Linked DNA regions of Anas platyrhynchos: region 2 is linked to region 1. The links are chromatin contacts, called in public Hi-C maps. All regions are on one chromosome and are shown on one strand. Each heading gives the region's core, a stretch centred on a gene start, on an enhancer-like site or on the middle of the called end of the contact. The rest is flanking DNA. Distances are from core to core; before and after follow the strand shown. Region 1 overlaps DPF3 (double PHD fingers 3). Region 2 overlaps RGS6 (regulator of G protein signaling 6).

What was found. A called contact is a pair of places that touch in the nucleus more often than the background predicts.
Region 2: a Hi-C map of small yellow follicle shows a contact between it and region 1, with 7 times the contacts expected there. The contact joins two enhancer-like sites. A contact is called at or near these places in 6 of 8 Hi-C or Micro-C datasets (F5 follicle, liver, skeletal muscle and 2 more).

The regions. Positions count from the first base shown.
Region 1 is chr5:35,434,318-35,439,364 of IASCAAS_PekinDuck_T2T, reverse strand. DPF3 (double PHD fingers 3) reads right to left here. Exons shown (of 16, transcript XM_072038823.1): 4 at 905-1,037. Among named protein-coding and RNA genes, the nearest start is that of DPF3, 18 kb to the right of the region's middle. Within about 2 kb of position 2,399, at least 3 of the 8 cell types and tissues checked have an H3K27ac peak or open chromatin away from gene starts, as enhancers often do. A contact at or near this core is called in small yellow follicle, where this site is marked.
Region 2 is chr5:35,668,437-35,673,827 of IASCAAS_PekinDuck_T2T, reverse strand. It overlaps RGS6 (regulator of G protein signaling 6), which reads left to right. Exons shown (of 23, transcript XM_072038829.1): 20 at 1-50. Among named protein-coding and RNA genes, the nearest start is that of RGS6, 240 kb to the left of the region's middle. Within about 2 kb of position 2,422, at least 4 of the 8 cell types and tissues checked have an H3K27ac peak or open chromatin away from gene starts, as enhancers often do. A contact at or near this core is called in small yellow follicle, where this site is marked.

The sequences.
Region 1 (5,047 bases), core at 1,150-3,649:
CGCTGGAGGGAGCAGGGAGCAGCGCAGCGCTGCCCGCTTGGTAAATTCCAGCACGAGTTGGCAAAAAAGTTCAAATTCCTAAAACGTGGTTTGCCCGAAGCGCTGCCGGCTCCCGCGCCGAGCTCTGCCCTCCGAGGCAGCCCACGATACTGCTCCTAAACTGATATCGCTGCGTACAGCAGAGCCCGGGTGCCACGGGAGGCAGCGTCAGCCCCTGGCGTTAGCACCCTCGCAGCGCTCACAGGAAAGGCTCACCGCAAAGTGCCGAGCCCTCGCAAACGCGCAGCCGGTGCACGGGCTGCACCTGAGCTGCCGCCCCCCAGCCAGGGACCTGCACCCCGGCCCGCTATGGGGAGGGTTCCTGGTGGGACTCGCTGCCCTGCTGCAGAGCTGTGCTGCTGGGAGAAGGCAGCACAGCTCTGTTCAGTTCAGTTGTGCTCTAGAAAGCCCCGAGACGCTCCGATGCAAAATGGTGACGCTCTCACAGAATCAAAAAAAAAAAAAGTTTGAGGTCAGTTTTAGAAGTTTAACAAGCCTCTGATCCTGTTGGGCTGGGTGTATAGGCCCATTCCTGCTCAGCAGGCAAGGGGATCTTGCAGCTTTGCGGGGAGAGAGGCTTGATCCCATCTTGGCAAACACGCGTACTTCCCTCGCTGCCCCTGTTATTCACATGTTGGGCCTTTATCCGCTAGCAGCAACCCCAACAAGCAGCGGTATCTGCCACAGGTGAGCCTGGAGGGTTGATGAGCCTTTTTCCCAGCCTGATCCCGTGTTACCGGCCAGGAGAATTTATCAGAACTGCCTCGCTCAGAGAAATCTCCCAAAAGCCCAAGGCCAGAGCTGCCTTATCAGCACAGTGGGAAGTCTCACCCGTGAGAACGAAGACATGCGGCGCTGCTCATACCTGGTTTTCCTTCAGCGTGCTTCCCGGAGAATTCCACAGCGTTTGGATTACTGGTCGAGCCGTAAAAGAGGCACGGAGCACGAGTGGCATTTCCTTGGTAATGCCCTACATAACTTATTCGTGGATTCACCATCTGAAAGTAAGGGGACCATCACAAACTCATGTTAATAAAACATTTAAGTCATACCACAGAGAGCTCCATATCCACATACACACACCACTCCAGCATCAACTGATCATTTATGATTTTTATTCTGGTTTTAGGTTACCATAAATCACTAATAAATACCGTTAATGTGGATTTACACCACACCTAAGCAGCAATTCAAGCCCCACACATCTGAAACACACTCAGTTACACTAAGTTCCAAGTTTAGGAACTTACTTTCTCACTCAGCTGCTGATAGTTGTACTCAAACCTACTCAGAACATTAGAAGTAAGCTGCAAGAATATAAGTCTACCCTAAAAATGTTAGGTGGGCATATTTTTAATAAATGGTTGCCAACTGTTTGGACTGTCAACATTTTTTATTTTTTTTTAGTATAAAAGGAAGGCAGGATTTGACATAAAACTATTGCAGTAAAATCTGAGGCATCAACACAAAGCCTAAGCATTCTGCCCCTACGGGGCTGGAGTGAACAGGGCTTTAGAAGATAGAATCCACATCCTCACCCCAGGCCCTGCAAACACAACTGCAGCTGATCTCTACCCAAGTAGAAGAAAAACAGTGTCCTTTCTTTCCACTGTATTGGAAGTGTCATGTCGCATACATCATATTGTTACCATCCTGATCCACACTTCTGTTATTTACATAATGCAACTACATTGATACTTTCTGTGAGGGGTCAAAAATATTCCTGCTCACCCTGCAAAGCTCTATTTTGGCTAAGGACCTTTCCCTGTGAAAGAGTTTTTACCTTCTGCTTATTGTCTCCTGTTTTTCCTTTTATCTCGTTAAGTTTTATCGTAGAGTTGTGCTTTTCTGGAGCGAGGGAAGGTTAGGTTCTTGCTTACACATTCCACAACTCTTGTGAATTGGAAAGTGAAACAAACTAGACAGCAACACTGAAAGCCACTGATCTAATTTTGCTGTGGAGGGAAACATAAAAGAAACAGTTGGTAGTCTACCAGAAGCCACATGCTTTTTTCAGCTTTAATATTTCCAGATATGTCCAGTAATATACAACTGTGTTTTGTCCAAATACATTAATACTCAAAGGACCAGATTCATACAGATAAAAGTGGTCAGCATGCTCTGTGAAAGAAGCTTTAATTTGTTACAGCAAAACAGGGCCCCACTTTCACAGATATCCTGCAACAGATTTGAAGTCTTAACCCCTTTTTATTTATTTAAAGCTTTGCAGGCATCTCTCATACACTGTTTCTTGTCAGCCCTCCTCCTCCTTTTCTTTGATCTTTACCAATAGTTGAGTTAGCTGAAAGGGGAGGGAACAATATCAGAGTGTCAATGTTACAGACTCAACACCAGCTCTCTACAGACACATCACCAAAAATCTTACACAGTCAGCATAACAAAGATAACCAGGGAGCTACACAGCGTAAAAATTGGCGCCAATGATTCATTCTTTGTAACTTTGGGAATCACATTCTTAAAAGGTGACCTCAATTTCTTTTTTTCCCCTCTTCCTCCTTTCCTAAAAGCAAAACTCCCCTCTACAGCTACAGCAACAGTTTTCAGATGCCTTCAGACTCACTTCATTCCGGGCCTGATTCTGACTACCCAAGGTTTTCATTTTGTATTCACTATTCAGTTTTCTATCATATTACTCCTGGATTACATATTGCCAAGATATGGGCTCAAGCCTCTTTATTTTTAAATGAAATAAGTGACAAAAGAAGTGTATTTTTCACACTAAAGATGAGTCTCTGCTGCTAGATAAGTACACTAAGGTCTTGTTCTGAAGTTTTCAAAAGTTTGGGGAAATGGAATTTGTTTGAGGCTCCAAGTTTTAGTTTCCGCTCTGACAGAGTGCTGAAAATCTATTTAGGGTGGTTAGAAAATCCTTTTATGTTATTATGGATTGTTCTTTAGTTTCCCCCAACTGCCTAAAACAAGCTAAAGAACAAACTGACTCTGAAGGAAAATGCATATCTTTATCTCCTGAAGAATGCATATCTTTATCTCCTAAAGCGCAAGATTTAATATCCATGCTCACAGGTTTGTCTTCCTTGTAATTCCTTAAATGAATAGCTAGCTAGGGAAAATAAAAGAGATGTGAACCATTTCAGTGTCCTTTTCACTCCCCTCCATTAAAAGGCAGGGAAAAGAATTTCTACATCTACATCCATTAGTGGGACATGGAGATGGTCCTCTAATTCATCTGAGATAATGTTATGCCTCCTGCCTCCACCTATTCCTGGTGCAGGGCTAAAAGCAGTTTATAAGGTGCCTTGAATCTCGGAGGTAGCCAATGGTACACATCAGGGCAGGTGCAGGCTGTCCCACAGCCCAAACTGTTGCCGAGTCAGTTGGACCAGATGCTACAGGTCTGGTACCCGTCTGGTAACACGGATGAATCTTACCTAAGTGACCTGAGTAAAGGAGTAAAGTACATAAAGTCTGATTTGACCCTCCAAACAAGTTACACATCACCACTGTGGATGGAATCAGGAGGGTCTGACTTCATACAGTTTTAACCACTTTTTTTTTTTTTTTTTTAATTGAAACAGATTTCAGCTGAGGCCAAAGAGCACAGTAACATGATGACCTCCTCTTGCCCAGGAGTAGAAAACAGAATGTATTACCTTGCTGCTCCATCTTATCTCTAATAAGCACTGAGCACACACCGTAATTCTTATGATTCTAAGACAGGTTTAACATTTGGATTGAGCATAATGAATAGTGATAGCGTTCTACCTGAGAAAATTAACAACTCGGAGAAAAAACAAACTGCCACATTCATTCAAAGAGTGTTAACTTTGAATTTTGCTCTTGATCTGAACAGCTTCACCTTCATTACTAATGGGACCACCTCGAAGAAAGGAATGAATATTTCACTGACTATCTGGTGACTCCACTGTGGAGATTGGTATTTTTATTCATTTAAACTGGAGGCAGAAGCGAGCTGTGCAGACACAGCTTGAGAATAACAACAACTTTTCTTTCAGTATCCAAACTTCTTTTTTTTATAAGATGTATTTCAGATTTTATAGGGCCAAGGGAACAGATGTTATCATAAATACATTAAAACAGGTTACTTTTGTAGCACACAGACTACTTATACAGTTTATAATAAAACCAATCTATTTCAACTACATTAAAATTAAACTTACCCAGAAAATTTCCCACCTGCTAATATTTTTAGTTAACATCTGTCAAACATTTATTTTCAGTATCTTAATTAATAAAATCTTTAATGCTTTCAGTTCATCTTCCATATAAATATGGAAAAAATACCATGCCACTTTTTTTTTTCCTTTCATTCTGTTTTGTTCCATTACTTTCAAAACAAATTGGGTACAAAAAGATTAATCTTGCCAATCTATAACTTAAAATATCTTTCACTTTGTAAAAGTTCAGAATGAGAAAAATAAAACCTGAAGGGTTGGTCGAGGTGGAAAGAATAAAATCCATGTAAACTGCAGACTGGAATTAGTGAGGGGATAAGAAGGCACTAGTTCATTTCATTGCGCTGATTGGCCAAATGCCAGAAGAAAGCACAAGTAAGGGGGAAATAAAATACTTCGGGTTTTGTTATCTTTTAAAACTTGCGAAATAGAAACAGCTTTAAAAGTGTCATGCAATTGTTTTTCCATTTCCCATCCAGCTTTACTTTGGTAGAGGAGAGGAACAACAAAAAAGTACTGACTGACCTGCCTAAAATACCAGGTTTGGACAAGCCTAACTTTAAAGTTGGCAGACTCCTGGAAATCTCAGTGGACACAAGGTACTGGTGTAACACAGAATAGATCTTGGGAATTTATTAAAGTAATTGCAGCCTAAGTCACAGTACAGCCAGTCCTGATTTACTTGCTCCCCCAAGTCTCCTCAATAACTTGCAGTTGTGAAGCTAATTTGACATACATTTCCCTAATCCAAACAGGCTCTCGGGCCAGAATTCTCTCCTTCAGAATTTTGCTGATACACTTGAACAGAGAGAGCTGCAGTGGTCAAATCCCTT
Region 2 (5,391 bases), core at 1,173-3,672, 230 kb before region 1:
CAAGCCAAAATGTCAAAGACCCAGGGAGATACACATATGAAGATGCACAGGTTTGTTTTTGATTGTACAGAACTACTGCTAATAAAACTCTCAGTTTTACCGTGATATTCCACTATCACATTGTCACTGCTCACTTGTAAGAAAAAGGAGAGGCACAGTTGGAAGTGACTTTGAGGATATCTATTCAAGCTGGGCAAATGATATTTTCTTTGAATCTATCAGTTATAACAGGGTAATGCTCCTCTGGGAACAGAAAATTTACAAGTCTGCAAGGCGCAGTGAGCTGGAGCCATGTCTCAAAGAAAGCAAAGATGAAAGAGTGCTATAAAGTTCAGTTGGGCTCTCTACTCCCTGTCACAACAGTCTGTCATATTTACAGAATGGTTGATATCATATCAAAATGCTGATTAATACTCTTGTTCTATCATTTATTCCTTTATAACTAATTGTATCTCCCCAGCCAAACCCCAAATGCAGCATCTCACTCCAACACGACTAGAAACTTGTCTGGCAGACAATGCCTTAGAATAATGATAGGACAGTAAGCAATGCAGTGAGCTTAATCCTTCCCTCCTAAGGGCCCTAGATTTATCAGGGAAATTTTACAGATAAACTGTATACAGAAAATGCCTTTAGGAAAACAGATAATCTGTGAAAAACTTTTACAAGCCAGGATAAAGCTGCACAACCTTCTGAAAAAGTGAAAATGTCATTTTATAAAGGCTAAAAATGGACAAAGGAAGAAGGGATCATTTGGCAAATATTACTAGAGACACAATTATAAGATATTCTCCTTAAAATATTCTTTATCAAAAGCATGTAGTAAAACCAACAACAAATGAAAAGAATCCTTGATCTTATATTTTCTTTAAATTTTCATTCAAAGGCAGTTCTTCAAAATACTCCACTAACAAAATATTTCTGTCTCAGGGGAGATGTTGAGGACCATTTATACAAGGTTAGGTAATGAATTTTTCAAACCAGCAACAAATACTATATTTTCCTGAATGCAATCCTGCTCCTTGGGGCCCGTGTAGAAGGAATGTACGCAGAGTCTCAAGGCAATCCCCTGTGAATATCAGACAACGTAAATGTTCTTTTTAAAGCTGAGAAACACAGGAGTATAAACACATTCTGGCTAAGATGTTGTGGGGTTTTTATTTTGTTTTTGTTTTTGCTTGCTGTTGTAGTGAACTAGAACTCCTGTAAATTTACATTACCTGAAAAAAAAAAAAAAAACGGTAAAATGCAGACTAAAGAAGATAGGTGAATAATGGGGGAATTGATTAAATAGATAAGAAGAAGTACTGAGAATAAGATGGATGTTTAGGCAATGAGTATTTAATCAGAAGAAGACACTGAGGATTTAGGCTTGAACCTATCTGTTCACAATGTAATTGCCATTCAAAGGGGAGTTGATGAAATCACGCCAGAGCTCTTGCAGTTCAACTGCAATTTTAGCTCCTTGGGTTAATTTTATTTCAGAGGATTTTTATGCTGACTGATGTCTTCAACTCATCTCTTTGGGTTCGTGGAAACAAATACAAAGCAAAGATAGACCTTCAGGCCCAGCTGTGATTGTCTCAGAGACAGTGTCTGCCACAATAGGATAGCTGGTGAAGGTGGAAGGTGAGCTTGGTTCACCTGCTTGTGCATCGCAGTGGACTCTGGTAGCTCCACAAAGGCCAAGCAAGGTGTTTCTGATTGCTTGACTGGATATCTAAGGCTAACAAAAGCAGAGACAAAATGGACATTGCCAAATTTCCTAGTGCACATTCTCTTTGTGGCAGCCCATGTAGGTCCTCCTAAGTCTCTCAGGTGTCCTTCTGGTGTGTCCCCCAGGTCAGCCCCACTGCCTCGAGGACTCCGCTGTCTCACGAGTCTGCAGCTGGTGGTAGCCCAGCTGCCTTATCTCGGCACGCTGGCACCAGGAGCCCATGGGAGCTCGCACACATCCCACATTCCTAGGGATTCAACCAGACACAACCAGTCAAAACAACCCTCTGTGGGAGGGAAAATATGAGTGTTGTCCCTGTCCTGTGTAGCTTTAGCAAAAAGAGGAAAACAACACAAATGTCCTTGTGAATAAAGGACAAGAAAAAATTAGTTTACTGAACAGCACATTCCTTAAATGCCTGCAACTCTGAGACACGAAGACTAAGAGGAAAGAAAAGGGTTGGCTTTTCCTGAGAAAGGAAATTGCAGCTCCTGCAGTGGAAAAATAGGACAAAGTGATGTTGCACCGTAGCCCTTACGCTGACCTGGGAGACTCACAAAATGCCAGTTGTATATAAAAGGGATTGAGAACGAACACACTGGGAAGGGGAATGTGCAGCAGAGCACAGTATTCTTCAGGCTAGTAACTGCCTTATAGCTCTAAGTTGAAAGCAAAGCAAAGCATCATCTGTTATCAGGTGTTTAACAGTCTGCAAGGATGGGCTGCTTTGCACAACCTTGGCTCCCAGCCCCAGAGAGCTCTCCCAGATGCTGTACATCCATGAAGGCCAACACAGAAGGCAGTAGAGATAAATCTGGTAAGACAACCTGAAGGAAACGGGGAGAAAGGGGGCTCCGGACAAACATGCCTCTCACGTGAAATCTCTTCATCTTTAGGCCACTCAAGCTCTGAAGGCAAATGGTGTCTATAGTCAAAAAAGTGACACTGAAAATCACAGCAGCACACGTTTTTCCCTTTCCCCATCTCAGGGTATGAGATCTGCCCTGTTTGGTGTCCCTTGCTGCTGCTGTGCCCTGCAGCCCTGCACCGCTCTGCTTGCCCAGAGCCACTTTCTCCTGCTGGCCTTGCCACCCCTGTGCCCCCATGAGCTGTGCCAGCCCCCCTGGCCACACAGCCCCTCACACACTCCTCATCCTCCAGCAGCACTGCTCCTGCTGCTGGCTCTGCCAGCTACCTTCACCTGCAGCACCTTCTGTCATTTGGGTGCTGGGCCCCTCCAGAGGAGAGCCTAGTCATTGAGCTGATTATTTTCTGCTCTTAAACAACTGTCCACTGAGTAAAATATTATGATTATCAAACCATTTTCACTTGGGAGTGAAGCAGCTTTTAATACATGGGGCACTGTCGGGAAAGGTCAGTTCAATTAAACATTGAACTACTTAGCAGGACTGGAGCTCCCCAGGGAGTTATCAGCATCGCTGTGCAGCCCATGTGGGGACCTGCAATATGAAGCAGGCACAGCCAGCTTTGGAAAGTAAACAGGCTCAGCTCCATCCAAATGGCCTCTTTCGGCTGATGGAGCTGCTGACAGACCAACTAATTCATCTTTAACATGGGAAACCAGAGCTGTATGATGATTACAGCTTATCTGTACCACATATTAATTTTTTAACAGTTTTTCCTCCCCTCTCCTGAAATATTTTTCTGCTTTTAGAATGTCTTTAATCCCTGCCTCAGTCCCATCAGTCCCATAGACCTTGGTACTGTGAGCTAGTATTGCAGGGATGTGTCCTGTTGCCCAATATTGATGTTTGCTTGTAGGGGCATCACAGCCAGGCATACTAGAATAAGGTAAGCCACGTAGTTGTCTTTGCAATAATTTTTCTACCTGCTTTGTTTATTTTTCTTCTTTAATAAATGAAATAATGTTTTAGATTGATGTTCCTCTACCTGAACTGATCGGCTATGTTTTCTGTGAAGATGATTCAGGGAAATTCAGTTCTAATCCAGGCTCAGTTAGGGATTTTGACTGTACTATGCAGATCCTTGGCTAATTCCAGAGCAGATTTAGACCATAATGCCAAATTATGAGCTGCTCAAACCAGAAATGTAGCTGGCCCAGATCTGGGCCCAGTTTGTGCTCTCAGCATCCCCAGGTGGTGGTCCGGTTGTCCTGGGCTGTAACAGGTCGATGAGCCCTTGCAGGATTTGTCAGCAGTCGGTCCTCAGGTTTCATTCTGGTCTTATCAAGGCGCTGTGAGTGTTGATGTGAGGTGACAGGACACTTGAATTTAAAAACGAACTCCAAGTGAGAGCAAGGATCTCTTGGAAGTGGAATGTCATTCTCTAAGAAGGCAAAATGAGGGGTGACCTTTCTTCCACCGACTAAGGTTTGTTTTCAAGCATGTACAGGATGTAAAAGCAAGCATATACATGTACAGCAGCACATGCATGGTGCCTACTCACTGAGCATACAGAACTCTTTTTGTAGGTCTTGAGCAAACTCCCAGCATGGAAAGACAACACGAAAATAATCATTCATTGTGTGCATCTGTATTACCTTTTGTGTGAGAACTTGGGGAAATGTCAGTGGTATTTTCTTGAAGTTTCACCTAGTCACTCTGGTTACCTGCACGTCTGTAAAGGAAGGTGTCTCAGGATGGCAAACGGAGGCAGCTCCAAGCAGCTCTGCTTGGCAGGAAGGCAGCCAGGAGGGGATGTGGGGCAGACCCAGGTGTCCAGCTTTGACAGATGTCTTGAGTCCAGTAGAGCCAGTGCTACTTAGCGACCTGGTGCTTGTGCTGCAGGGAATTAAAAGGGCTGCTGTGGTGTGGGCACAAAGCTGCAGTGTGGTCAGGTGTCCTGTGCCTCCCCGTGAGCTGATAGCTTTGCATGATGCTCATTCATGTGTCCCAGCAGGATGACTTTGACCTGAGTCTTGCACTGGGTTGTGCTACCATGCACTGGGCCTCTGCTCTGGCCAGCTTTGTGGCTTAATTTGGCCTTTTGCCCTCCTCTGAGCCATCTTAAGATTGCGAGTCCCAGGGCTTGGTGTGTGCTTGGGGCTGAGGCCTCAGCAGCCAGTGCATCACTGTTGCTGTTCGCTTGTCACACGTCCAAACAAGAATGCAAGTTCTTTTCTTTGTGGATTTCCCAGAACAACCTGCAACGAAACTGAATCTGAAACGAAGAGCCCCACAAGTACACCCATAAGAGCAATTAGGTGCCTGCAACAAAAATAGGAAAGCGATCGTGGAGGGTTTTGCTGGTGTGCCTGATGCTGCACAAAGCAGGAAATAAAAGACTCAAAGCAGAGGTCAATATAGGAGCAGGTATTCAGTGTTCCTACTTTACTGAGACTTTTTCCTAAATGTATATACACACCATGCATCGCAAAGTACCTCTTTTATTCTTTCTTTTCATTTTCATTTGTGCTTTAGTGGTCATGTGGTATGAAAAAAAAATGTCCTAACGTGCAGCCTTTGTCAGACATCTCCTAACACCAAAGACTGCCTTTAAATGGATGCCATGGGAAAGCCTCTAGCTCGCTTAAAATTGTATTCAGCACTCAGAGTCTGGTTCTCTGGGACCCCTGTGCCATTAATGTGCACTGTGCTTCTGGACTGCAAGAAATGACCATTTCTTGCAGAGCAAGGGAATTTCCTGCTTGTGTGAGACTCAGGAAGTAGCCGACACTATTCTGCTTCTCAGGC